Linked DNA regions of Zea mays: region 1 is linked to region 2. A link is a contact called in public Hi-C data. All regions are on one chromosome and are shown on one strand. Each heading gives the region's core, a stretch centred on a gene start, on an enhancer-like site or on the middle of the called end of the contact. The rest is flanking DNA. Distances are from core to core; before and after follow the strand shown.

The links. Hi-C and Micro-C count contacts between places; a contact is called where the count stands out from the background.
Region 1: a contact with region 2 is called in a Hi-C map of endosperm, with 3 times the contacts expected there. The contact joins the enhancer-like site here to the promoter of LOC541814 in region 2. A contact is called at or near these places in 8 of 25 Hi-C or Micro-C datasets (bundle sheath, ear, endosperm and 3 more) and 1 of 3 datasets of contacts at active chromatin or transcription factors (leaf).

What each region holds. Positions count from the first base shown.
Region 1 is chr7:171,964,595-171,970,981 of Zm-B73-REFERENCE-NAM-5.0, reverse strand. It overlaps LOC100194215 (putative protein S-acyltransferase 22), which reads left to right. Exons shown (of 9, transcript NM_001359432.1): 9 at 1-412. The coding sequence ends at 13. Among protein-coding and RNA genes, the nearest start is that of LOC100194215, 8.6 kb to the left of the region's middle. Within about 2 kb of position 3,686, at least 20 of the 20 cell types and tissues checked have an H3K27ac peak or open chromatin away from gene starts, as enhancers often do. A contact at or near this core is called in bundle sheath, ear, endosperm and 3 more, where this site is marked.
Region 2 is chr7:171,889,691-171,895,525 of Zm-B73-REFERENCE-NAM-5.0, reverse strand. LOC541814 (ribosome-inactivating protein) reads left to right here and starts at 3,550. Exons shown (of 1, transcript NM_001137489.2): 1 at 3,550-4,646. The coding sequence starts at 3,600. The coding sequence ends at 4,436.

The DNA.
Region 1 (6,387 bases), core at 2,437-4,936, 75 kb before region 2:
CAGATTGTCCTGAATTCAGATAAATGAAGATTGTAAATGATCAACCAAGAACGGGAGGTTCCAGTATCTGAGCTTTGTTTTCAATGTCGAATCTTGTTGCAGGGATGGCTTGATACTGCGCAAATCATTAATTTTTTTATTAGTTTCTGAATCGCTAGGTAGGCAAGTGTCTGAATTTCTTCCGTGGGGTGTTCAGGTGCTTGTAATTTTGCTGTCAGACGACAATGAACTGATTTGTTTAGAGGTTGGTACCTTGGATCAAATGCCTGATTAGTTGGTGATTGTTCTTGTGGTTGACTTGTCGGCTCTGACGGCATGTACTTATATGCTGCAATAGGCAACGAGCATTCAGAAAGTACTACATCCATCCTAGAAAAAAATGCCATTATAGAAGACTGTAATATTTTAGTATCTTAAGTTTGACTATAAATATATATATTTATATATAAGTTACTAAGTATATTTTATAATAAAATAATTTAAAGTCTTAACTACAGATGCTATTTATTAGAAACTTGGTCAAACGTAAACCACTTCAATTGGCACACAATTCATAATTGAATTTCTTTGGAATGGGAGGAGTAATTCTCTCAGACAAAATATAGGCCTGTGCAAATCCTGTCATTTGGAACACAGTGTTAAGTATCTAATAGCATTACTAGATATACTTTCATTAAGCCATGCCTACACAACCAAGTCAAACATGTACCTAGTATTGAATGGCAGATCTAATTAAACATGTACCAACTATTGGATGGCATTTGCAGATCTAATGTTAGAGGCTCTGATATAAGTGGATTTTGGAAGAAGTGATAAATCAAGGTAAGTCTTTTCTCTAGCAAATATAAAGAGGGTGTTTTGAACCCATGTCATGCCTTTTTCTTTTCTAGCAAATGTGAAGAGGTTGTTTCAAACATGTGATACGGCAAGTTAATAAGACAACTCTCACTAATGCAGCAACTTGTCCTTTCGTACCAAACATTAGATCTGAGAATAAATTATATAGACGTCACGTGATAAAGGTCAATCGCTCATGTTTTGGTTTTGGTGCCAAACATGTCGCATAAAACTTTCAGAGAGTAATACTTTATCAGTGACGATCCAGTTAGATTCGCTGCCTAGAAACCGGAAATACCGTGAACGTTAAATATGAGATATTTTGGCCTCCGTTATTTTGAATTTTTGAACTAGAACGAACAATGCCGCCTTATTACTTTCTCAACTCGCTCAAGACAAGCTGTTTTTTAAAGAGTGGAAGCGTTTACTACATTAAATCCAACCAAATTGAAGCAAAACGACAGGTGTTATCATGTCAAAAATAAGTGTCAGGCGTTGATGTCGGCGCCACGCACCAATTGACGGCGAGGGACACAAACTGAACAGTCAGTTGTCAGTGAAGGCTTTTTTCCACCCCGTTTGTGCACACTTGACAAGTTGACAGTAAAATACACGAAGTGTTCATTGAACACCACATAGGTTCGATCTTAGGCATAAGGCAATGGAAGTCAATGGACTGTTGATCTGAGGAAGAAAAAAGAATCCATCTGTCTATAGAGTGCATGGATTATCAGCCCAAGTTCTGTGCCAACAAAGCATAATGCTCAAAGATAATAAAGAAACAAAAAGATGCTTCAGATGCAAAATTCCAAGCTTCAGACTTGACAAGTCTTCAGCAGCACACACTACACAAAGGAAGAATACTCTCAACAAGGTTGCTTAGCTCCAAGATGACTTGTGGATGTTAACTGATAAAGACAATCAGCATCTTCTGCAAAGGCAAGAATACAGCATACAGATCTGTCGGTTGTAATAACTTTTTTCAGATAGTAGCGAGACAGATCATCAGAAATCTGAAAACCTAGGAGCTAAGCATTTTGCCAACAAACATCATCCACAGCATAAAAAGTCACTGAAGAGGCACATTTAGCTTGAGTGATACTAGAAGGATCAAGATTCGTATTTCCCCAGTAACAAATGTTTCATCCAGTATAACCAAAATGCCATTAGGCAACAAAATTCCACAACGATTAAATTGATATACTAGTTACACCATTTTGAAAGAATGCTACACATATCACCAGCTCTTCAATCGCTGCCAAAACATGGATCTGATCCAGAACAAACCACATGACAGATCTCCCTCTAGCCTTCCCATCCAAATCCGCTATTGACTAAGCATGGATATACCAAATGGCTGCAAAAAATGTTCCTTTCAACACCAACTTCAGCTAATCAACCCATGCATACACATAAGCCACCATGGCTTGTAACCACCAATAAGGACTTGTCAATCTGTGCGGCTCTTGACAAATGGCCATCTCACTTATTCTCCTATGATGCTATGAACAGATACACACGTGAGAAATAAACCAATCTTCTTCATCACCTAAATGCATCTAAACTGCCAGCCCTCATCATCTCAAGCTCCTCAACCGAGCCACCCTGCTCGTCCAAGAAGTCCAAGTTTGATGACCGGCAAGTGAAGTAGAAAACCGCACTCATCATTGAATCAACCAGCATCACGACCGAGTACATGAGGACCAACAATGGCCCCTCCCAGAGCCGCGACGAGCCATCGCCATAGCTCAGCGTCTTCACCCTGTGCTCAAACAGCCCTTCCACGAAAGCTAGGCCAATGGTGGATCCAAGGAAGATGAGCAGCCCGACGTGGGTCTGCCCACGCATCAGCTGCACCGACCGGCGCAGCGCATTGATCCCGGCCACTTCCTCGAGAACGGCGATGACGCCGCCGAGGTTGCAGATGATGATGGTGTGCGCGTACACCACGGAGTAGGCGAGGACAGTGAAGAGGCCCGCGCAGACGACAATGTCGGGCGGGTAGAGCATGGCCCTGAGCGTGGAGCAGGCCGTGACGAGGAGGGCGAGGAAGGCGACGAGTCCGACGGCGACGGCGGCGCACCCGAGCGCGTACGTGGCGGCGAGGCGCGGCCACGCGCGGCGCGCGAGGAGGGTGATGTCCCCGGCCGCTAGGGGCTTCCCGGCGTACACGGCCGCGACGGTGTATGCCACGGCGGCGCGGGCGGCGAGGAGGAGCGTGAGGAGCGCCGGCAGCGAGACGACGGCGGAGACGAGCGTGGCGGCGAGGTGGTGCGCCAGCTGCCCGACGAAATGCGTGAGCGGGAGCCCCGACGTGGCGGCGGCGGCGAGGAGCCTCCGCGCGAGCGGCAGCACGACGGCCCCGTCCAGCGCGGCCGCGGACAGGAGGAGGCACCCGGACGCCGGGCAGAGCAGCAGGAAGAGGATGGACGTGAACGCGTGCGGGTCTCCGCGCAGCACCCGCACCGTCTCCCGCAGGATCTCCAGCGCGTTCATCGGCGGCAGACGCACCCCGCCTCCGGCGCCCCGCGTCGGCGCCATTCGTCCCGGCTCCTTCCCCGCCGCGCTCTCCTGTGCTCTCCTTAGATTCGCGGTCACTTCTCAGACGCACCCAAGGCCCCGCCACCGACTCGCCGGTCAGATCCGAGACGCTACCCCGGTGGCGGTGGCACAACGCGCACGCCCAATGCGGTGTATTGCGACGGGAATTAGGGCCCAGCGGGTGGGATCTTGGGGAGTGATAACGGCGTGGGAGGAGGTGGAGGAGAAGTTTCTTTGGAGCAGAGATCGAGGGGGGAGGGCTTTTGTGAAGGGAGACGACGACGACTACGAGCGTGTTTGGCTGGGTCGGGGAGGTTGACACACCGACAGTTCACTGGGGAGAGTGACAGGTGGGTCCCGCGGAACGAGGTACAGTGAAGCTTCCGCGCAACGGATTCCATTGGGTTTTTATCTTTGTCAACGGTGGTAGACGATGAGTGCGAAGAAATTCTGAAGAGCGTGATTTAAATTAAATTATGCACGTCGTCCAATTTGTTTGACAAAAAAGAGTAGGAGATTTAGTCTGTGTACTGTACCATTCATTTGCTCGACAAAGCTAATCATCGGCGTTATGATCCGTTTGACGAACGTGGATTTCGCACTGAGCATGTCATTTTCAAAGAGTCTACAAACCAGGGTACATATGATTTTTTTTCGTAAATTCATTTCATTTGCTTGGAAGTTCCATTACCGAGCGTGTACACTTTATTTCATTGACAAATCCAGATTAATATTGAGATAGAGACTGGGATGGCACCACAAACTTTAGGGCTTGTGAAATGAAATGTGCCACCAGACATGAATGACAGCCAATTTGACCAATCCGTAGCACCTCCAGAATACAATACAAGGTACTGCTTCGGTATGATGGGGAAATTCCCGTTGCAGAGCTACGAAAAATATAAACCGATACGAAGGAGAAATATATAAATACAAGTAACCAAATGGAAACACAAAACAGAATAAGAGAAAGGGGGCAAATACATGTACCTATGTTGCCAGCATAACGTTATGCTTAAGAGTGGTAATGAGCTCTAAATTTACACTATAAAAATTAAGAATCAGTTAGGATTAAAATCAAACTCTATTTTTATTTATTTTTAAAATAAATTAATTAAGAGCTCAAACAAATTGTGAAGAAACATTTGGATCATGATCTATTACCCGCCCTAATTATGCTTTACAATATATTTTAGCATTATGTTTAACAACATTTTTTTCTATGTTGCCAAGTTAACCTATCAGCACCGTTTCAGATGATATGTTGCCTATACATATCGGTTGGGACTTGGGAGTCTTGACAATTTTGTTAGCTCCAGTGGCTTCATTAACTGTCCAGGTGCTTGGCCGCCTAGCTGCCTTTTGATGAACCTCAATCGACGAAACACAGACGGCTAATAATCCGGGATGGATGCAAAAGTGTACCCTTGTGCTCCTCTCCATGAATAATAAGCAACTCGAGTGTCATAATATCCTGTAAAACAGATTTACAGCCACAGTGAAGTCACATAGTTGACGGGAAAATGTTCACTATCAACCGATCACAAACTAACTAATTTTATTGATCTCTACAACACATTGCTAGACGAAATATAACTACAATACTTAACCGCAAGGAGCAAAGATCCATTCAGTTTCTTCCAGAAATGCATGTCTGCATCATTCATAGTTGTAGAATTGGAGTGGGAGTTATAGTTGCAGGAAGGTCTCTGTCCACGATCAGGCAAGAAGAATGTTTGTTTCTAATTCTTGCTTACCTTTAACTGATACAATAGTGTCCCTTTTATAGAGACAACTGACTTATCTCTATTCAACTAACCAAATCTGGTCTAATCCTTATCCCTTCCCTGACTAATCTAATCATTATCAACAAAATCTGATCTAATCCTTATCTCTTCTCTAACTAATTTGATCTAAACCAAACTGTTCTAATCTTGGCACTGTTCATGCGCTACTAACCTCGTGAACAGTGCCTCCCTGACATGAAGTCTTCTCAAGCATTTTGTAGATATGGTTCAGGTGGTTTACAAGCTTTCCTATCTTGCTGCTTTCTATTTCTGGGATACTAGAGCACACATTGATGCTTAGGCTATGTACCATAGTAGATTGCCTTCTCATCTCTTGAATAGCATACCACAAATAATTTTTTTATGCTAACAACATAATTCAAATCAACATTGTTCTGTAAAACAAAGAGTGTTATGTTCAACCAAATTCAGGAGATAAGGACTAATTAGCATGTGCACGGTGACTGCTGGATACATGTGACATGAGCCTAGTATCAACATGTATGCAACTATCTACCTGGATTCATATGCACAAAAAACCTACACTAAACACATTTATATACATAGAACAAAGAATGCATTACTTTTACGACCAACATGCTACCAAAATCCATAATAAGATAGATTGAAGAATAGTCAGCTAATCAGGAATGGGGTTAGCTTCAACCGTGATGGAGTTCCTCATATCTTCTATAGCGACTCCGGCTTGTCCACAACAAGGGAGGCAAGCTTCACAGCCGCCCCGGCCTTCTTCTCCGCAACCCTGGCTGCACTACCAGCATCGGCAACGGCAATGGCACGAGCAACACCAAGAGCGTCGGCGACAGACACGACCGGGGAGTACGCTCCCATGACGGCGACGACTAGGGTAGAAATAGGGGGAGGGAGCAGATCGAGGTAGGAGAGGAGAGCTCATGGAGTGGTCACGTCTCTGCTCCGGTGGCTTAATCGGAGATGAAGCCGCGGGATGACGAAAGCGTGTCCACTATGGTGAATTCGGGCGTGTATTCAGTTCGTTCTAGCGAAGCTGTCCTCTCACTGTCAGAACAGAGTTCTTTGCTGAGTGTAGCACTCGGTAAAGAAATCTCGATAAACTGATTATCGACAACAGACTCTTTGTCGAGTACTTTTATATCGATATTTGATAAAGTCTTTGCCGAGTGCTAGTTAGCAATGGACAAAGAAAAGTCGTCATGACGATGCCAAGTCATGAGGCCTCCCT
Region 2 (5,835 bases), core at 2,301-4,800:
ATTTGAGAGTGGCAAAACAGCAAATTTCTCCTATTTCTAAGTGGATCCAGTCCCTTCACGAAATATTTGCAAAAATGTTGGGTTACTTGCAAATGCTTGTGCAGAATTGTATCGGTTTGTAGTTTGCTTTACTTCTTCCATAAACTTGCTCCTTTCTGTATCCTATCTTTTCGGTGTCTCATTTGTTCATTCATGCACATGTCGAGCTGTATTTTGTCACTACAAGTACAGTACAGTCAGATTCCTCACTGCACCCCACCCATCCACTCATTTTTGGGAGAAATTTAAATGCATTTATGTACTGCCAGCAAAAAAAATTAGCTTGTTTGCTTTCCATTGGCAAATTTAAGTGTCTTCCAATTTGGTGGTGCTATCTTGAATGCTTTAATTCCATTCACATTCTGTATTAACATGATGTGTTTATTTTAGCCTTGCCTCCACATCAAGAAATTGGAATGCTTTCACTTTCACCTACCATGACTGAGGTATATTTGTTACTGGGAGCTAGGGCTTATTGGTTGCTCCACCGAGGTCATGCAATGGCCCTACTGGGAGCTCGGCGAGATGGACGACACACTCACCTACAGAGGGGAGCTAGGGTGTGTCGTGCATGCCTGCGAGCTGTAGAGAAGAGGGGGCAGTCTGGAACCGAACCCTCAGCAAGGTATTACATCGACTCGCTCCCCCCACGCCAACGTCCTCCAGTACGTGATCTCATCTGAATTTGTTCCGTGTTAACGATTACGTTACAGAGTACAAGGTCTTTACAATTCTCCTTCTTAGTTGTATTTTCGTCTTTCTGCAGGATTTTGCAGCTCCTACTGGAGAATGGCATTAGAGTAAATGAACTAACAAGGACAAAGGCTGCTCTCATCCTCCCATCAGTGGTAGGGAGCTCCACGTACAAACTTCATTTTCTTATTCACAATATGATTCATTGTCAATACAACAAAAGAAATTTGACAAATTGGACAGGTTCAACAATTGTGGGTGTGTCCATTCACCAGTACAACTGAATGCTTTATTTATTCCCATATAGCTTTGTGGGTTTATATGTCTGAGTTACCTCTACTGTACATAAGTAGGTGACCGCTACACTATGTAATTGAAAAAAATAGGAATATCAGACCAGGTATCCCTCTTCCATGGACCAATATTATTATTTTTGGTTGTGTCAGTACAAAAGACTATCTTGTTTTTCATCAAAGCTAGATTTGGTCCAGCTTGATACCTGTAGGATGCCAATGCTATTATAATCTATTGTTGGATGCCATAAATTTACCATTCATGTCTTCTGTTTTGTGCAACGATAAGGTTCATTTAATGTATATGGCCAAGATAGTTTAGATACAATCACACAATTAAACTTTTTAGTTGTATCTGTGGAACAACGATACTTTAGACATTGTATGCCGCCATGGTAATTGATGTTTTGCTGTTCATAGTATGATTCGATGACTACTATATTTAATTACTTATTGACAAAACGTGAGTTATTTCAGAATGCATGGAATTAAAATTTTAAGACAATAAGTACAAATAGGAGTCATTTCAGAATGCATAGAATTAAAATTTTAAGACAACAAGTACCTGGTAACAAGTTAATGTTTTTCATGTTAGGGTCAAGCTTGCAGCTGTATGAAGTTTTTTCTGTTGTATTATGTCTCCATGACTCCATAGAGTGACGTTTTTCATGTTTAATCATTACTTAGGTTTTATTTTACACATTTTTATTTTGTTTTCCCTGTTCCTTTTCTCTTCATTTCCATTCAATTAATGGGATGTTTGATACCTTACGATTGCACCAACCTGTTCAATTGTACTTCAGATATCATCTTCTTTGATTGTCTCTCACCTCTGCTTTGCTTCAGTACCTGTATTTTTTCCCATGACCCTGAATTCTATTTGCCCACATCACAACACTTGCTTCTTCTTGAACAAATAAATAAACAAACTTCACAGAACCGTAGTTTTTATTTCTATCCATACATTGTCAGTTTGATGATCCAGACGAGGTAGATAAAGAGAAAGAAGTTGAGTATGAAGAAATCGAGGAGGAGGTTGAGTATGAAGAGATAGAGGAGGATTAAGAAATTGATGGTGTGTGTGAATTTGATGCTAATGATGAAAGTAAAATGGTCGATGTTGATGCGAATGATGAGAATGAAAAACGGAAGTATCTGAGCTTCTTGCTCTTACTCATGGAGCTGAAGTTTATGTTGGGGCATATCTTCTAATGTATCTTCTGAAAATCTCAAACAACTATTCTGAAGATCTCAAACAACTATTTGAATCTGTTGGGAGCTGAAGTTTATGTTGGGCATATCTTCTGATGTATCTTCTCTACTTTAGCTTTTGCATTTCTATTCTCTGCAAATTTAGAGTCCCTTTTTCTGCAGGTTGTATATCCTTATTGTGTCGCATGTTTTGGCCGATGCTACCCGAATTGGGCAACAATGATCTCAGAATGTCATGACACACATTTGACATTGTCCGTCTACTATTGATCGTGCCTGCAAGATTGAACAGATCAAGCTTTGAAAGAAGGATGTCAAAAGGCATTGGTGATTGAACAAAGGCAGTCAAGAGCCATTGAAACTTTGAAAGAAAGTTGTATGTTGAGAGCACTAAGACAACGGTCTTACAGTGTACAAAATATATCACTGAATAGTTATATCTTACTTTTTTAGCACTTGAGCAATTAAACTTTTAGTTGTTCATTGTTATAGTCGATACCCAGATATCATACAGTGTCTAATATGAACATTTAATTTTCATGTAATCATTATGCTCTAACATTTTTAAAAAAAAATAATGTGCTGTTGCAACGCACGGGCATCGTACTAGTAAAGTATATATATATATATATATATATATATATATATATATATATATATATATATATATATATATATATATATATATATATATATATATATATATTATAGACTTTTACCATTCAAAAAAATTTGAGGGCCTCAATTTTTTGTTTCGCCCCGGGTCCATGAAACCTCGGGACCGGCCGTGTATATATATGGTCTTCCCTTCACTAACTATATAGAGACAGATCACATCGGAATAAAAGAAATTTATAGACCAAATCGGAAACCTAAAAACCAAAAACCGAGCAATTCGGTCTATTCGGTTTTAGTTAGCAGGTTCAAAATGTCCGGTCCTACTAATACTCAACAATGATTAAGAACCGATCTGCCATATTTTAAAAAATTATGGACCGGAATAACACATAGTGAAAAGTTTAAGGAGCGAAAATATTTTTTTTCCTTGGCAATTTGGACGGCACGCGGAGACTGGCAGACCGCATCCTCGTGAAGCACGTTGTCCATGCCTGAAGAGAGTATTCTGTATTCGCAGTATTCCTGCATTTAAAAGTTTGGTGAGCGAATCAATAATTGGCATAAATAATGCTACCGACGCATCACCACATAGTACGTACCATAGTCATCCTTATCCTATCGAATTACCTACATGCCCAACCCTCCCACTACATATATCTGCAACGAGTACATCGCCAATTCACAATGCCAATTGCCAGCAACCCATCCATACTTTCAGCTGTTGATACAAAAAGAGAAGAGAGAATGGCGGAGCCAAACCCAGAGTTGAGTGATCTTATTACTCAAACAAAGAAGAAAAATATAGTGCCAAAGTTCACCGAAACCTTCCCCGTGGAGGACACGGCCTACCCTTACAGCGCCTTCATCACCTCCGTCCGGAAAGACGTGATCAAATACTGCACCAACCATACAGGCATCGTCCAGCCCGTGCTGCCGCTGGAGAAGAATGTCCCCGAGCTCTGGTTCTACACCGAGCTCAAAACGAAGACCAGGTCCATCACGCTCGCCATACGTATGGACAACCTCTACCTGGTCGGCTTCAGGACCCCCGGCGGGGTGTGGTGGGAGTTCGGCAAGGACGGCGACACCCACCTCCTCGACGACAACGCCAAGTGGCTCGGCTTTGGCGGCCGGTACCAGGACCTCATCGGCAGTAAGGGCCTGGAGACCGTCACCATGGGCCGTGCCGAAATGACCACGGCCGTCAACTACCTGGCGAAGAAGACGACGACGACACTAGCAGAGGCGGCGGAGGAGGAGGAGGAGCTGCTGCTGCTGCAGGCAGCGGCTGACCCCAAAGCCGAGGAGAAGAGCAACCTGGCGAAGCTAGTGATCATGGTATGCGAGGGGCTGCGGTTCTTCACCGTGTCCCGCAAGGTAGACGAGGGGTTCAAGAAGCCGCAAGCGGTGACCATATCGGCGCTGGAGGGGAAGCAGGTGCAGAAATGGGACAGGATCTCGAAAGCCGTCTTCAGGTGGGCCGTCGACCCGACCGCTGAGATCCCCGACATGAAGGATCTTGGCATCAAAGATAAAAACGCAGCTGCGCAGATCGTTGCGCTCGTTAAGGACCAAAACTAGTGCTGCTGCTGCTACTACATATGAGAACAACGAGGAGGTCTCTGATGATCCATCCACGTGGTACAGTAGCAGTATACTCCTAGTGCTAGTATATAGGAGTATGTTACTGTGCAAATAAATACACCCGGCGTACGTGGTGTTCCTCGTATCCCTCTACTTGCTTGCATAGCGTCGATTGAATTTCTTTGCAAAAGACCGCAATTAACTTCCTCTATGGGTCTTATTTAGGGCCAGTTTGGAAATTAAAATCTCCTCCAAAATTTCTAAGGATTGAGTGCAAAATTAAACTACTAGAGATTAAAACTTAAATCTCCTCCGAAATTCTTGGCAAGGATTGAGGCAAAAGTTAAGCTCCCCAATCCCTGTTAGGAATATGAGATTTAAGTTTCCAAACGGTCTATTGACTCAGCGGACAGAGGGGGGAAACTTCAACAGTACACCAATTACTCCGGACAGAGAAAAATAATGGGTCAATTCTCTATATGCCATTGAAAAATATACTCGTTCTTTGTATACTACTGGTCTCACATGTCATACACACAAAATATACCTATATACCACTTAGTGGCACACAGGGAATAGTATAAAATCTGATAGCATACTATAATTTTTTTCAAAAATAATCCGGACCTCTGTAGGTAGAAGAAATCATGGTTGCTGATATTTAGAAACTTATAATGACTTGTTTGGGAACAATGAGAAGCAATTTTAATAACCATGGGAGGTGTGCTTCCGGTATTTTTCATGATTTTGTGGAGTTTCACATGAAGTTTAGCAAGTTCATCGTCCCATCGTTCGTATGGTATATATTTCGTGCTTTATATATTGAGAAAATTTTGGCTTTTAGAATAGTGAGAATACTGGAGATAATTGTGCTTTTATGCTTGCAATGGAATAGTTTTTTTTATAGACTGGAGTACGACTAGCGATGAAAACAGTCAAAAACAGTCAGGAAAACCCTTCAACCACTTTCAACCCATATTTTAATCCGAAATCATAAACGGTAACAATCGGAAAAACGAAACAGGAAGTAACATGATCACGTAAATGATATAATCGATCGTGAAATCATTGGTAACAGTCAGGAATCGGAAATTAAAATCAGGAATACTGGTGCATCTAACCACTCTAGACGTTCAATTCAAAGTAACAAATACGACATGATCTTACATTAAATAAGTCACTATTCTTAGAATGTTTCACTTTGTTTTTATTATTATTAGAACGTGTCATGTTTTACATAACTAAATAATGTTTTTACTTGTTACATGTAAGATTTATTTTTAATGTATTATTGTTAGATGTCATGTGGCTATTTATGTCATATAAAATATAATGCGATCATGTTTTTATTGTCAGAGATGAAGGTCCACTGGAACCCCATACCTGAATAGAGATA